Linked DNA regions of Sus scrofa: region 1 is linked to region 2. Evidence: chromatin contacts called from public Hi-C data. All regions are on one chromosome and are shown on one strand. Each heading gives the region's core, a stretch centred on a gene start, on an enhancer-like site or on the middle of the called end of the contact. The rest is flanking DNA. Distances are from core to core; before and after follow the strand shown. Region 1 overlaps PPP1R9A (neurabin-1). Region 2 holds the start of PPP1R9A (neurabin-1).

Region 1 (6,520 bases), core at 136-2,635, 160 kb after region 2:
TTCTCTGATGGTGTTTTTGAGTGAGATTAACATTTAAATTGGTAGACTTTAAGTAAATTAAATTGCCCTCTGCAATGAGGGTGGGACCCATGCGACCAGTTGAAGGCTTAACAGAAAAGACCAGCTTCCCCTGTAGCAGAGAAAATCTTTTGGGCTTGAATTGCAGCAGCAACTTTTCTGTGGGTCTCCAGCCTGCTACTCTGCGATTTTGGACTTGTCATCTCTCTGATCTCATGAGCCAATTCCTTAAAATGAATCTAGTTTAGTATAAATATAAATATAGTATATGCTAAATATTTTATATACATACACATCCTGTTGGTTCTGTTTCTGTGGAGAACCCTGACAAATTCAGGCCTCTTGTGTTGCCCTTTGACTAGCCTGCTTTCTAACTCCCATTGTGTAGAATATATTTGTTTCTTCACTTTCTGTTCTTTACTTATCTATGAAAACATTAGGCTTACAATTACAGTTTTCCTTATAGACTTTGTCTTTTTAGGTATCCCTATATATACCATGTATATTGTCCTCTGAGCTTCAAATTTCTCATGTAAAAATATGAAAAGCGGGTACTCTACTCTTTTTCTCCCTTGCTGGACCAGTTGGTACAAGAGTTAAAGATTACGTGTGTGAAGTTTTATATTTGTCTGCAATTTATTTCCAATTATTTTTAGCATACACATCACAGTATTTATGGATATAACATTGTTTTAGGAGCGTTTAGTTAGCATTCCAGGTACAACAATCATGAATCTTCACACTAGGATTAATATTTGAAGACCCTAAAATAGATTTCTACACTCAGATATGCATACTTTAAATCTACATAGGAAGACTTACTAATGTTAGAGATGTTAAAAATATTGATAAAATGAGTCATGTTGAAAATATATGGATTTATTTAGAAATATTTTGTGTAATGGACTTCACATCAAGCAAGCTAAGCTTTTGGAGTAGCATCTTAACTCTAGTACCCATTTGGTCCTGTTTTCTGAAATGTAGGATTCCGTTGAGGGATCTAGTTAGAAGATCACACATATCCTGCTGTAGAATAGTGTCACAGTTACTCTAAGTATATCTCTATGCAGGTTACTTTAGTTCCTCTATGCAGGAACTAAAGGACAGAGATCTGAGATTTCACTGAACTTGCCAGGTAGAATTGTGGGTCTGTTTTTTCACCTTCCTGCTCATCAATGTTTTTCCATGCAGGAGAAAGCTTTTACCTATTGAGAATCCTTGGAGACTACTATGACTTATCCCCAAATGCCTGATAATTGTGAACTCCAGTTTGGCTTATGTCCATTTGCAACAAGAACCTAACATATTCCCTGGCATATGTTAAGGAAACAAGAAAGTATTATTCTTGCTATCGTAAATCAGTGAGGGAAGAAGAGGAAACTGAAGCTTTTTACATTGTTCTGAAGCTGTCAGGATCCTCCTTTCTGAGGATGATTTATTGCCAAATTTGTTTTTAAAACTTTAAGATATAGACTGTTGTTTCCATGCTCTCTTTTAGTTTTAATTTAGAGTTTCTTTAGCAGAGCCACTGAAACCATGTGAAGGTGAGTTAGAGTTCTGCCAAGGAAGCTTGTGATAGTGGGGCCTGTTTGAGGAAGCATGTGAATGCTTGGCTCATCTCCAGGAGCGTGCTGTGCCAAGCCATCATCTGAAACACAGCTTGCTAGAACCTGGAATATTTTCCATCTTTGATGTGTCAGGAGATGAAGCAGAACCCAGATGACAGGCAGAATGGAGACCTTGTGAAAGCCTTGTGGGAGATTCCTTCTAGGCAATATTTACAGAAAATCCTGAATTCATTTTGACCTTCATTGATTAAAGAAAATGTGTCATGAGGAAGTAAAGGAAATACATTTTTTTCTCTCTTGTTGTTGAAAAAATGTTGCTGTTGTTTTGGAAAAGTGTTGGAGCTCAGACTACCAGAAATGTGAAAAAGAAATCATCTGCGTTGAAATCTAATAAGCTAATTTTAACATTATTTATTTTTCGTAGCCTTGGGTTGCTGGGTCAGAAATGTCCTTGCTAACAGTATTTGTAAACTTGATACCCCTAAAAGCCTGCTTCTGCTGCAAAGCAAAGGGTGAGGTCTTGTTTTGTTTCCTTTGATCGAGGAATAGAATATAGCTTGTTGGCCCTGAAACAAGAAGTCTTAAATTTAAACATCCTTTTGTTTGCTTTTCTCAGTGAAATAACACAGGAACAATGTGAAAGTGATTGAACTAAATATATATTTATATATGTATATATTTTGAGTTGTATTGAATATCAGGACCCAGAATGCTGTTGGCCTTTATAGTTTTTTGCGTTTTTTTGCATTGCAGTGTAATCTTGATGGGCCTCTTATTATTATTTGAATAATTAACTATTTATATATATTTATATAGAAGTTATGGTGAGTAATATATATAAAATGGTAGAACAATTGTAAGAATATTAAAAGAATCATGACCATCTTAATGAAAGGGGAAGTCTTTACCTAGGTCAATTTTTCTTTCATCTCTGAGGTTTTTCCTGGTCAAAGCAAAACAAAGCTTGGCAGATGATTAGCCACTGTGTGATTATGGTGCATTGATCTGGACACAAGTAGGGATTTTGGCAGGCCAGTCTACATTATGATACCAACTAGTCTTGTAGTTCCTTTTTCCCAAGGGCATTAAGCATTGTAGTGGATGAAATATTCAAAACTTATTTGTAAATGAGAATATGAGATATGTCGTTATCTGGGGAATATTATTATCTCTCATATTACCCTGGGAAAGCTTTCCCTGCCCTGACATTGAACTGTGTGTGATTATGTGGATTATCTCCTTTCATTCTCACAGTAACTTTAAGCAGTAGATATTATTATTATTCTTATAAGCCATTTTGTAAATAATGAATCTGAAGCAGAGAGTGGTTTTACAGTTTGGCAAGGGCTACATAGCTGGAGAATTTAGAAGGTCTTTAGTTTAGATTAAAACTGGGATCATAGCAATTGAGAATATATTTATACCTATGTATGTATATATAGAGATAGATAAGTATAGATATACATATGGGTATAGATATAGATATATCTGCAATGTTTAGAAATATGTGTTTCACAGCCTTTCAAGTCCACAGAGATAGAGCTTTTTAATCACTGTATGAAATTACATATTTGTATATATCATAATTTAGTAAGACATTTTCTCTGTCATTGGACATTTTGCAAATAGTTCGGGAACTGCGATAGCAGGTTAAGGACCCGCTGTTGTCTCTGTGAGGAGGTATCTAGTAATCAGATGAACATATCACCATTTCATCCTGTAGAAAAGAAATAATATATTTTTTTCTCTTCAGCTTGATCATAGTTTCACTCCTCTACCCTTCTATTCAAATTAGTCTATGTGGTCTATTCAATAAATAGTAGGGAAAGAATGAGATATCCATCCGAAAAATATTCCTATTCCTTTTTTTTTTTTTTTTCAAGGGCCGCACCTATGGCATATGGAGGTTCCCAGGCTAGAGGTCTAATTGGAGCTACAGCTGCCAGACTACACCACAGCCACAGCAATGCCAGATCTGAGCCAAGTCTACAACCTACACCACAGCTCAAGGCAACACCAGATCCTTAACCCACTGAGCAAGGCCAGGGATCGAACCCGCAACCTCATGGTTCCTAGTCGGATTCGTTTCTGCTGCACCACAACAGGAACTCCTCCTATTTAATATGATTAAGAAAAGTAAAATTTAGATTGGTTAAAAACAAAAAATTATAAATTCCTAAAGTGCTAAAAGAAAATGTGGAACAATGTTTAGGCTAGGGAGCACCTTCCTAAAAAGCCACAGATCCTAGATATCATAAAGAAAATGAATAAACTATTTGAAGTACTATTTTCCAATATATAGTAATATAGTTTTCTGCTTGCTTTATTTAATCTCAGGATATCCTCAAATAACTTTATAAACCAGCATGACTGGTAAAGAACATTTTGATAGCACTTGAGCACACACACACACGTATGTGTATACACACATATTTTTAAATTCATGTATGGTTTGGTAGCAAAATTGAGTTATGTTCCAGTATGAATATCTTTTAAATCCTTATTTTGCAATCATATACTTGAACCTAGTAGCAGAAGCAGACAAGTGGCAATCATTAATGGAGTAATTTCCAATTATCTTTGCCAGTAGTTTCCAGTACATTCCAGATCCAACTAACTTTTTTCTTTTTTTTTTTTGGTCTTTTTTGCTATTTCTTTGGGCCGCTCCCGCGGCATATGGAGTTTCCCAGGCTAGGGGTCGAATCGGAGCCGCAGCCCCCGGCCTACGCCAGAGCCACAGCAATGCGGGATCCGAGCCACGTCTGCAACCTACACCACAGCTCACGGCAACGCCGGATCCTTAACCCACTGAGCAAGGTCAGGGATCGAACCCGTGACCTCATGGTTCCTAGTCGGATTCATTAACCACTGCGCCACGACGGGAACTCCCCAACTAACTTTTCTTTGTGTGTTGTTAAAGTTTGCTCCCTAGGCATGCTGCATTATTGTCTACTCAATTGTTTATGTTTTCTGAAAAATAAAGATACAGATATTTTGTCTAATGTTTTATGTTTGAATCATACATTCTACCTCTTCTACGTTTGAATATACAAATCTTTGTTTATTCTTTAAGATTCAACTCAAATATTTTTTGCTCCATGAAATTCCTCACTTTCTCAGGACAATAAAAAAAATTACTTGGTATATTCCTTTGTTACATCAGTTATCACATTGTATTGTAGTTTATTTTGATTTCTGTGTCCTTATTAAGCTGTGAGCTACTTGAAACTGTGCCTTCTTCAATGTCTAGTACAATGTCTGGCATAGGATTGGTACTCTGTAAGATTTTGATGAATGAATAAATGTGAGTGATTACCAGAACATATAAGGGAGGTAAAATATACAAAGGCTATTTAAGAGAAAGTATAAACCTGATGATTTAAGAAAAAATTAGAGGGTTCAATGGTAGGGGTATAGGAAACATATTTTGTGAAAAGATTAATTAAAAAGGTAGAAACCCTATAGTTTAGAAATGCACATTTTGATGCAGAAATAAAATGTGCTGTGGTGGAGAAATGCGGTAGAGACCAAGTGAATGGCACAATGCTATGAAAACATGTTGAAAGTTGGAGTAAAAAGAGCTGTTCATTCTGGTACAGAACCTACAAATTACATGGTTTTGAGACATATGTAGAATAAGGAACCATACTACATCTGTTTCTATATAGGCAATATGTATTTCTGTTTTATAAGTTACCATATATAGCATGTAAGTGTTGCAAGTTTTCCAATAATATGAATGTAAAGCACATCTGGACTAGTAGGGCCAGCTTTGTAGGCAAAAGACTTGCTTTCTTTCATCTCTGGCTTTCTGTCTTGCTTTCTGTTTTTATTATTGCTTAATTATATATATTTTTAAAAAGTAACAGATCTTAGATTTTAATTTTGGAGGACAGGACAAAGTTTTATCAGGCACAATCTAAATACATCATAATAGTGGCACAGTCTAGATACTTCATAATTGTTTTGAATTTGATCAAAAATGTCAATTTTTACTATGCAGATTAATTGGACTTGATGAATTATACATTTCTTTTAAATATTCTTCAGTGTTTTAAGTGAAGAATTGTATACCTATTCCCAGTTACTTTTCACATAAAAAATATTTCAACAGATATAAGGACAATATGTTTCTTATGGCTACATCTGAAGACCACATTTAGTAGTTTTTGAGTGATTTAGTTCATAAGGGAGGAGCAATATTCTCTCTGCAGCTCTTAAGCAATATTTTGATGGTTGTTCCATAAAAAAGGTTCAATGAGAATTTAATTTATATCTACATGCAAATAAAATGAGAGACGACAAATGAGAGCTTAACCCAGCCTAGTACAGTATAGAATAGAAGTCAGTTTCAGTGCTTCTGTGTTTGAAATATATTTCTAGATTGCCAACACACAAATCAGGGGTTGGATGGGTCATAGCATGAAATAGGTTCAGTGTTGGTCTTTGCTTCAGTAGCTTCAAGATGCTTTACATTAGTTTTATTCTAGCGAGTATGGTATACTCTGATTCTGTAAAAAGTGATAAATATTGCTATCCATATAATGTATTCTGTGGCTACTCTTGTCTCCCAAATTATCACAAGTGGTACATTTTTTATTTTAGGGCCATACTTGTAGCATTTGGAAGTTCCCAGGCTAGGGATTGAATTGGAGCTACAGCCGCTGGCCTACACCACAGCACAGCAACATGAGATCCAAGTTGCGTCTTCAACATACATCACAGCTCATGGCAACGCTGAATCCTTAACCCACTGAGCAGGGCCAGGGATCGAACCTGCATCCTCATTGATACTAGTTGGATTCCTTTCTGCTGAGCTACAATGGGAACTCCCTAAAAGTGGTACATTTTAAAAATTATAATTATAATCTGATTCAGTTTTTCTCTTCTTAACATCTCAATTGATTTTATGATAAAACAGTTGTTTAGAAGAA
Region 2 (6,587 bases), core at 2,845-5,344:
AGCGGCCCAAGAAATGGCAAAAAGACAAAAATAAATAAATAAATAATAAAAACTTAATTTTTTACTCTTAAATAAGGACGGTTATTTTATTTATTTTTTGCTTTTTAGGGCCGCACCCGCGGCATATTTAGGTCCCCAGGCTAGGTGTTGAAACGGAGCCTACGTCACAGCCATAGCAATGCTGGATCCGAGCCCCATCTGCGACCTACATCACAGCTCATGGCAACGCTGGATCCTTAACCCACTGATTGAGGCCAGGGATCAAACCCTCATCCTCATGGATCCTAGTCAGGTTCGTTAGCTGCTGAACCAAGGAGGGAACTCCAGAATGGTTATTTTAAAAGATGGACCTTTGGAGTTCCCGTCGTGGCTCAGTGGTTAATGAATCTGACTAGGAACCATGCGGTTGTGGGTTCGATCCCTGGCCTTGCTCAGTGGGTTAAGGATCCAGCGTTGCCGTGAGCTGTGGTGTGGGTTGAAGACATGGCTCGGATCCTGTGTTGCTGTGGCCGCGGCTGTGGCTGTGGCTGTGGCCGGCAGCTATGCCTCTGATTGGACCCCTAGCCTGGGAACCTCCATGTACCATGGGTGTGGCTCTAGAAAAAGGCAAAAAGACTAAACAAACAAACAAACAAATAAATAAATAAATAAAAGATGGACCTTTAAGATGCCTAAATATCAACATCCCTGTCTGAAGGTGACAAAGCACGCTGATACTTACAAATGCAAAATAAAGCAGTTATTACTAAACTTTTGGTAAACAAGTGCCTCATTACTGTCAATACACTTTTCTTATTAATCCTGGAGAAGAAACAGTAGTAGGAGTCCTTTTTGCTAAAGTTACATGTAAAACTGCCTATAAGAATCACTTTCATTAATTTGCCTACTCCATAAAGAAGTTATTCTAGAGACCTCCAAGTTTGTTCTATTCTTTTCTCTCCCTTTGTGAACTTCTGTTAACACATAGCCAGGTGTCTTTCTGCTATAAATCAAGGAGTAATAGTCTGTGTTCAGTCTCAGCTTACTTAATTTTCCCTAGTCTTAAAATTGGATTCAGGTTACTTTCATAACTACACCCAATATTCCACTCTCACTTATGAATAATTTAATTACTTGAATATATACTCACAATATCCATAATGGAAACCTAAAAAATACAGTGAGAAAACCCCTAGAATAATATAGAATACATTTTGTGCATTTTTATTGACTAATTTTATGGTCCGTTTTTAGTAATCATGATAATATTGGTTACAAAGGAAATAAGAATAACAGCACACCAGTAGTCTACATGATTTATAAAAGACCCATAGATGAAAATCAAAACCCTCCTCTTCCCCAAATTTGGGGATGCCTTGTATGTCAGTACTGAACTTCACCTAATACTACCATAGCGCCTTTCCAATAAGAACGTGCAAAATTTATGACATCTCCCCCAAATATTAATGATCTATTGAGCTAAGTTTTGACCCTTCTAAAGTCCAAATACCTTTCTTTTTTTTTTTTTTTTTTTTTTTTTTTTTGTCTTTTGTCTTTTGTCTTTTTTTTTGTTGTTGTTGTTGTTGCTATTTCTTGGGCCGCTCCCACGGCATATGGAGGTTCCCAGGCTAGGGGTTGAATCGGAGCTGTAGCCACAGGCCTACGCCAGAGTCACAGCAACGCAGGATCCGAGCCGCGTCTGCAACCTACACCACAGCTCACGGCAACGCCGGATCATTAACCCACTGAGCAAGGGCAGGGACCGAACCCGCAACCTCATGGTTCCCAGTCGGATTTGTTAACCACTGTGCCACGACGGGAACTCCCAAATACCTTTCTTAATTTATAGAAGTGCAACTGTTGTCTAGGACAGGACTGTTCAATAGAAATTTCTGTGATGAAAATGTTCTGTATCTATACTGTTCAATATGGTAGCCACTAGGCACATGTAGCTACTAAGCCTTTCACATGTGGCTAGGGGGACTAAGGAATTTAATTTTATTATTTATTTAGGGTCACACCTGTGGCATATGGAAGTTCCCAGGCTAGGGGTGGAATCAGAGCTGCAGCTGCTGGCCTATGACACAGCCTCAGAAATATACCATCCGAGTTGCATCTGCGACCTACACCACAGCTCAGGGATCTTTAATCCACCGAGTGAGGCCAGGGAACAAACCCGCATCCTCATGGAAAATTGTCAGGTTTGTCTCCAATGAGCCACAATGGGAACTCTACCTGGTTCCTAAGTAACCTACACCACAGCTCATGGCAACACTGGATCCTTAACCCTCTGAACAAGGTCAAGGACTGAAACTGCATCCTCATGGATACTAGTTGGGTTTGTAATCACAGAGCCACAATGGGACATCCTGAGGAACTTAATTTTAAATTGTATTTGATTTAAATTAATTTAAATAACCATATATATTGGATTAGTTAGTACTGGTCTAATAGTCTCTTCAAACATTCAGAGAAGTGTTAGAAATGGACGGTAGATTATAGGCAATCCAGGAATCCAAAATTATCAGAAATTATGTTTTAAAAACTCTGTCTTTCATACTTTCAGTAGGAATTTTTCCAGAAGATTCACATTAAAAAAAAAAAAAAAGAAAGAAAAGAAAGAAAGAAAGAAAAGAAAGGAAGAAACCCAAACCAACCAAATTCTTTAGTCTGCTTTTCTGTATGAATCATCTTTTTGTAAAGAGGTGTAAGACTGGTTTTGTTGCCAACTCTGCCCCCTCTTCTACAGATAGAACTCAGTGATTAGGTTCTTGGATTTATTTAGGTTATTCTCTTAAAAAACATGGTTTCCACACTGCAAATAAATGACAGGAACTTTTCCACTAAATTACCCCAGACAGCACAAATGTTCTTTCCAAAAGTGGAGACTGGAACCACAGCCCCCTCACATTGCCTGTTACATCTGTTTATGCTTATAGAAGTGACATCCACATCATAGACACAGAATGCCAATTTTTTGGGAAAGCACCCAGAATTTGGTGAGGCTTGAAGAAAAGAAAAAATTCCACTGTTCAAAATAAGAGATACATAGAATTGAGTAGCTACAAAGCCCTTTTGAAATTAAGCGAGAAAAGATGTTGCTTCCAGAGTGTAGATTGCGTGTATAGACTTGCTGGAGTTCATACGCAGCAGTAATCATTCACTAGCGATGTAGCTGTAGGTAAATTATAGAACCTAAAGCTCAGTTTTCCCACCTGTAAAATATAGATAATAATAATTCTGTTGGGGAAATTAATGTAAGACTTTGAAACGGGCAAAAGATTATTGGGTGTCCTTTCAATGGAATGCTAGATGTTATCCACAGCACGCTGGAGTTGTGTGGTTCTACAATAGTTTGCACATTTGCCTGCCTTTGACCAGGCTTTTTACTCTTTAAGCCGTAGGAACTTAATGATAATGTAAATGGTTCTTATCTGTAGATATGAAAAATGGTTTTGTTCCTTAGAGATCCAGTTGATTAGGAACTAGTTCAAAATATTACATTTATTGTCTTATTAACTGGTTTTGTCTCTTTTCTGATTTTCCATAAAGATTTGTTCTTCACATTCTCTTGGTGTTCCCTCCCTAATTGATGAGTCAAATAACATTTTGGACACATTTTTCATTTTATGTTTCTATTCGAAAATATTTTTACCATCTTGAAAAATTATCCTGAGAGTTTCTACTCCATAGAGCTTTTTGGAGGATTGGTTTAAAGGTCTATATTGACAGTTATGATCACTTTGATATTTTGCATTGTAACACTTCTGGTATTTTTGATGGGGAAAGGTGGGGGTCCTGAGTATTTATAAAAGGGTGGGGTTGGGCGAAAGCATCTGAAAAATTCCTGACAAAAAAGTCAGATTTCCGCATATTTTCCTTTAGCGGTGGAGCCTTAAGGTCAAGATGGGTATTATGGGGAGCATTGTCCTAGGTGAAGGCCACAATGGACCTGGGCCTAGGTGTTGGCCTTCCAGGCCAGGAGCACATCCCAGGGTTCCAGATACTCTGGGGTCTGCGAGTTAACAGCACAGTTCGCGTGGCCCCGGCAGCTGTAGCCCCTAAACCCAATTCTCGCGGAACCTAGACCAGGGCTGAAGGGCAGGGCTTGCCCCAGGCCTGAGGGGCCCCTCGCCCACGGCCGAGGGGGTGGGGCGGCCTCGCCTCGGGCCGGTGCTTTTCGCCCTCCGTTGGCCGCCAGAGGCTCCCTCTCTCTCCCTCTCCTGGGATTTTGCTGCCGGGCTCCCTCTCTCTGCGGCCCTAGAGTTAATCCCATCAGCCGAGGTGAGGCACCTGTTACCCCGGGCCTTCCTCACCCCCCACCCCGGGCCTCTCCCGCCATCACACCCCGGCTCCCCCGCCAACCCAACGGCCAGGCGCGGGCGGCCGCACGTGGGCGAAGCCCCTGCCCGGGCCGGGCTCCCAGCCTCAGGCCGGCCGGAGCGGGCGAGCGCGTTGGGGCCCGGGCCGCCGCCCGCCCGCCATGGCGTTGGGGAGCGCAGCACGCCTCCCGGGGCCTCCCGCCGCCGGCCCGGCGCGCGTAGGGGCCGCAGCATAAGTGGAAGCGGCCGCCGCAGCCGCCCGCCGCGCTGCGCCGTGAGGAGCGGGCGGAGGGGCAGCGAGCGGGCCGGCGCCGAGCTGAGCGGCGACCGCGGTGGGGCGGGGGGGCGCCTCAGAGGAGGGGGTGGGAGCCTCGGCCGCCCGACCCTCCCCGCCGGCGGCGGCTCCCGCTCGGGTAAGGGGGAGGCTGAGCGCGGGGCGAGGAGTTGGGGAGGGTGGAGATGAGGAGGGAGAGAATCGCGATGTACAAAGGCTGAGTTGCAGGCTGAGGGTGGGGGTGGGTAGCGGTGGGGGAGCGGTAGGCTGAGGATCGGAGGCATGATCTGTGGGATCTATTGTTTCCTGGCACTCTGTGAGGAAAAACAAAGGGATTTATTAGCACTACCCTGTCATTTTTTTCTTCTCCTTTTTTAAATGTGGCCAGGGAGCTCGGCTCTCCCCGTGCCACACTGGGATCCGCCTGGCAGCCGCTGGGAGCCGCAGCCAGTGTGTTAGGACTTCAGGTGCTTCCTGGCACAAAGCTAGACTGCGACCTCCTACCATAGCGCTTGGCGTCACCTGCTCTCCCGGCCCTGCCCCTGCCCGGGGCCGAGGGATTGCGTCCCGAACCAGGCTTGGGAATCCGCTGCCTCTCAAGTTGGTGTTATTTATGTTTGTCTTTCGTGAGGGCAGGTTTTGAATCCCTCGGCGGCCCCATCGCCCCCGCCCCCGCCCCCTCGGGTTCAAATTGGCGGGGGAGGGAGTAGGGTGTGTGTAGGGGGGGAGGGGATGGTGTGTAAGGCCAAAACAAATGTCAGGGTAGAGGGAGATTGTCGATGCTTGACCAAAAATAATAATAACAACAACAACAACAACAAAAACCCCAGGCACCACACTCTGAAGCCTTTCTTGTTTGTCTGCATGGGCCATGCATGCTTGCTGGGCCAGGAGCCGAGTTTGGAGACTGTGAAACTGTGCGCTCCCTCATCTGCTGGTGCGTGAGAGTGATAGGGCTCGGCCTAATATTAAAAAATAAAGCAAAACAAAAACAAAATGAATAAATGAAAAAATCTTTAGAACTGTGTTGTCTGCACCTCAGCGGATCTTGAAGTATTTGATTGCTGGCATGTTGATGTAAAATCCAGCTGTGGGCTAGAGGAGACCAGCAAGTATGCATGGCGTTGTGTTTTGAGCTTGTAGTAAGTTAGAGGCAAGTATAATAATAAAAAAAAAAAAAAAATCAGGGCTATGAAAAGAGGTTTCATGGTCTGTTTATTTTCTGATCGTCACATTCTCGTGCATTTATTCCCATGATATTCTATATCCCACGCTGTAATTAATAATGTTCACTTTTATGAAACTTCCAAATATTTGCTTTGGTTCTGAACTTGGAGTGAAACTTACTGTCATGTAAGAACTTTCTTCTGTTTGTTTTTATCTGAAAGTGTTGCTTTGAGGATGCTGTAGATGAGAATATTGGACTAGAAAGAGTGAAATAAAGTCTCTGTAGGTGTGTTTCGGAGTGTGTAAACATAGATTCCAAACTTTCAATTGTACTTGTACAGGAAGAATAAGTTCTTCCTGATGTGGAGAATGTCAAATGGATTTCATTTTTCTGAGTCGGTTTGATGATTTAAAGAGCCAGGAACTGCTGGTTTCTTTGAAGGTCATTCTCAAAACTAACCAAAACTTGGGCTAAAATATTGCTGTCAAGTGTACTTATGTGTCACTGGTATGTGTGTATGTGTGTGATTTTGGTAGGGGCCTCAAGTTATGCTTGAAACAATTTTGTTACTAAAGACCAATGAGTTAGAACTTTTGAATTCTTGGCTTTCAAATTCTCATTTAAATAAGTAATTTCTTCTCTTCGACATGGAGTTAAGCCACTTAAAAGTGTATATTAGTTGACTAAACATAAATTAAGTAAATGAATTCAGAAATTCATTCTTTTCTGTTACAGATGAACCTCTAGTCTTGCTTTGAAAAAGCCATTTTGTGTAACTCTTGACTGAATAATTTCCTAATACACCTGTTGGGAGGATTACTGACACAGTATGCCATTTGAGAGG

Evidence for each region. A called contact is a pair of places that touch in the nucleus more often than the background predicts.
Region 1: a Hi-C map of heart right ventricle shows a contact between it and region 2, with 2.3 times the contacts expected there. The contact joins the enhancer-like site here to the promoter of PPP1R9A in region 2. A contact is called at or near these places in 3 of 47 Hi-C or Micro-C datasets (brain, embryonic fibroblasts and heart right ventricle) and 1 of 2 datasets of contacts at active chromatin or transcription factors (skeletal muscle).

The regions. Positions count from the first base shown.
Region 1 is chr9:74,797,431-74,803,950 of Sscrofa11.1, forward strand. The region is part of intron 2 of PPP1R9A (neurabin-1); the gene reads left to right. Among named protein-coding and RNA genes, the nearest start is that of PPP1R9A, 170 kb to the left of the region's middle. Within about 2 kb of position 1,386, at least 7 of the 83 cell types and tissues checked have an H3K27ac peak or open chromatin away from gene starts, as enhancers often do.
Region 2 is chr9:74,631,191-74,637,777 of Sscrofa11.1, forward strand. It overlaps PPP1R9A (neurabin-1), which reads left to right and starts at 4,095. Exons shown (of 19, transcript XM_021063384.1): 1 at 4,095-4,263; 2 at 6,479-6,587.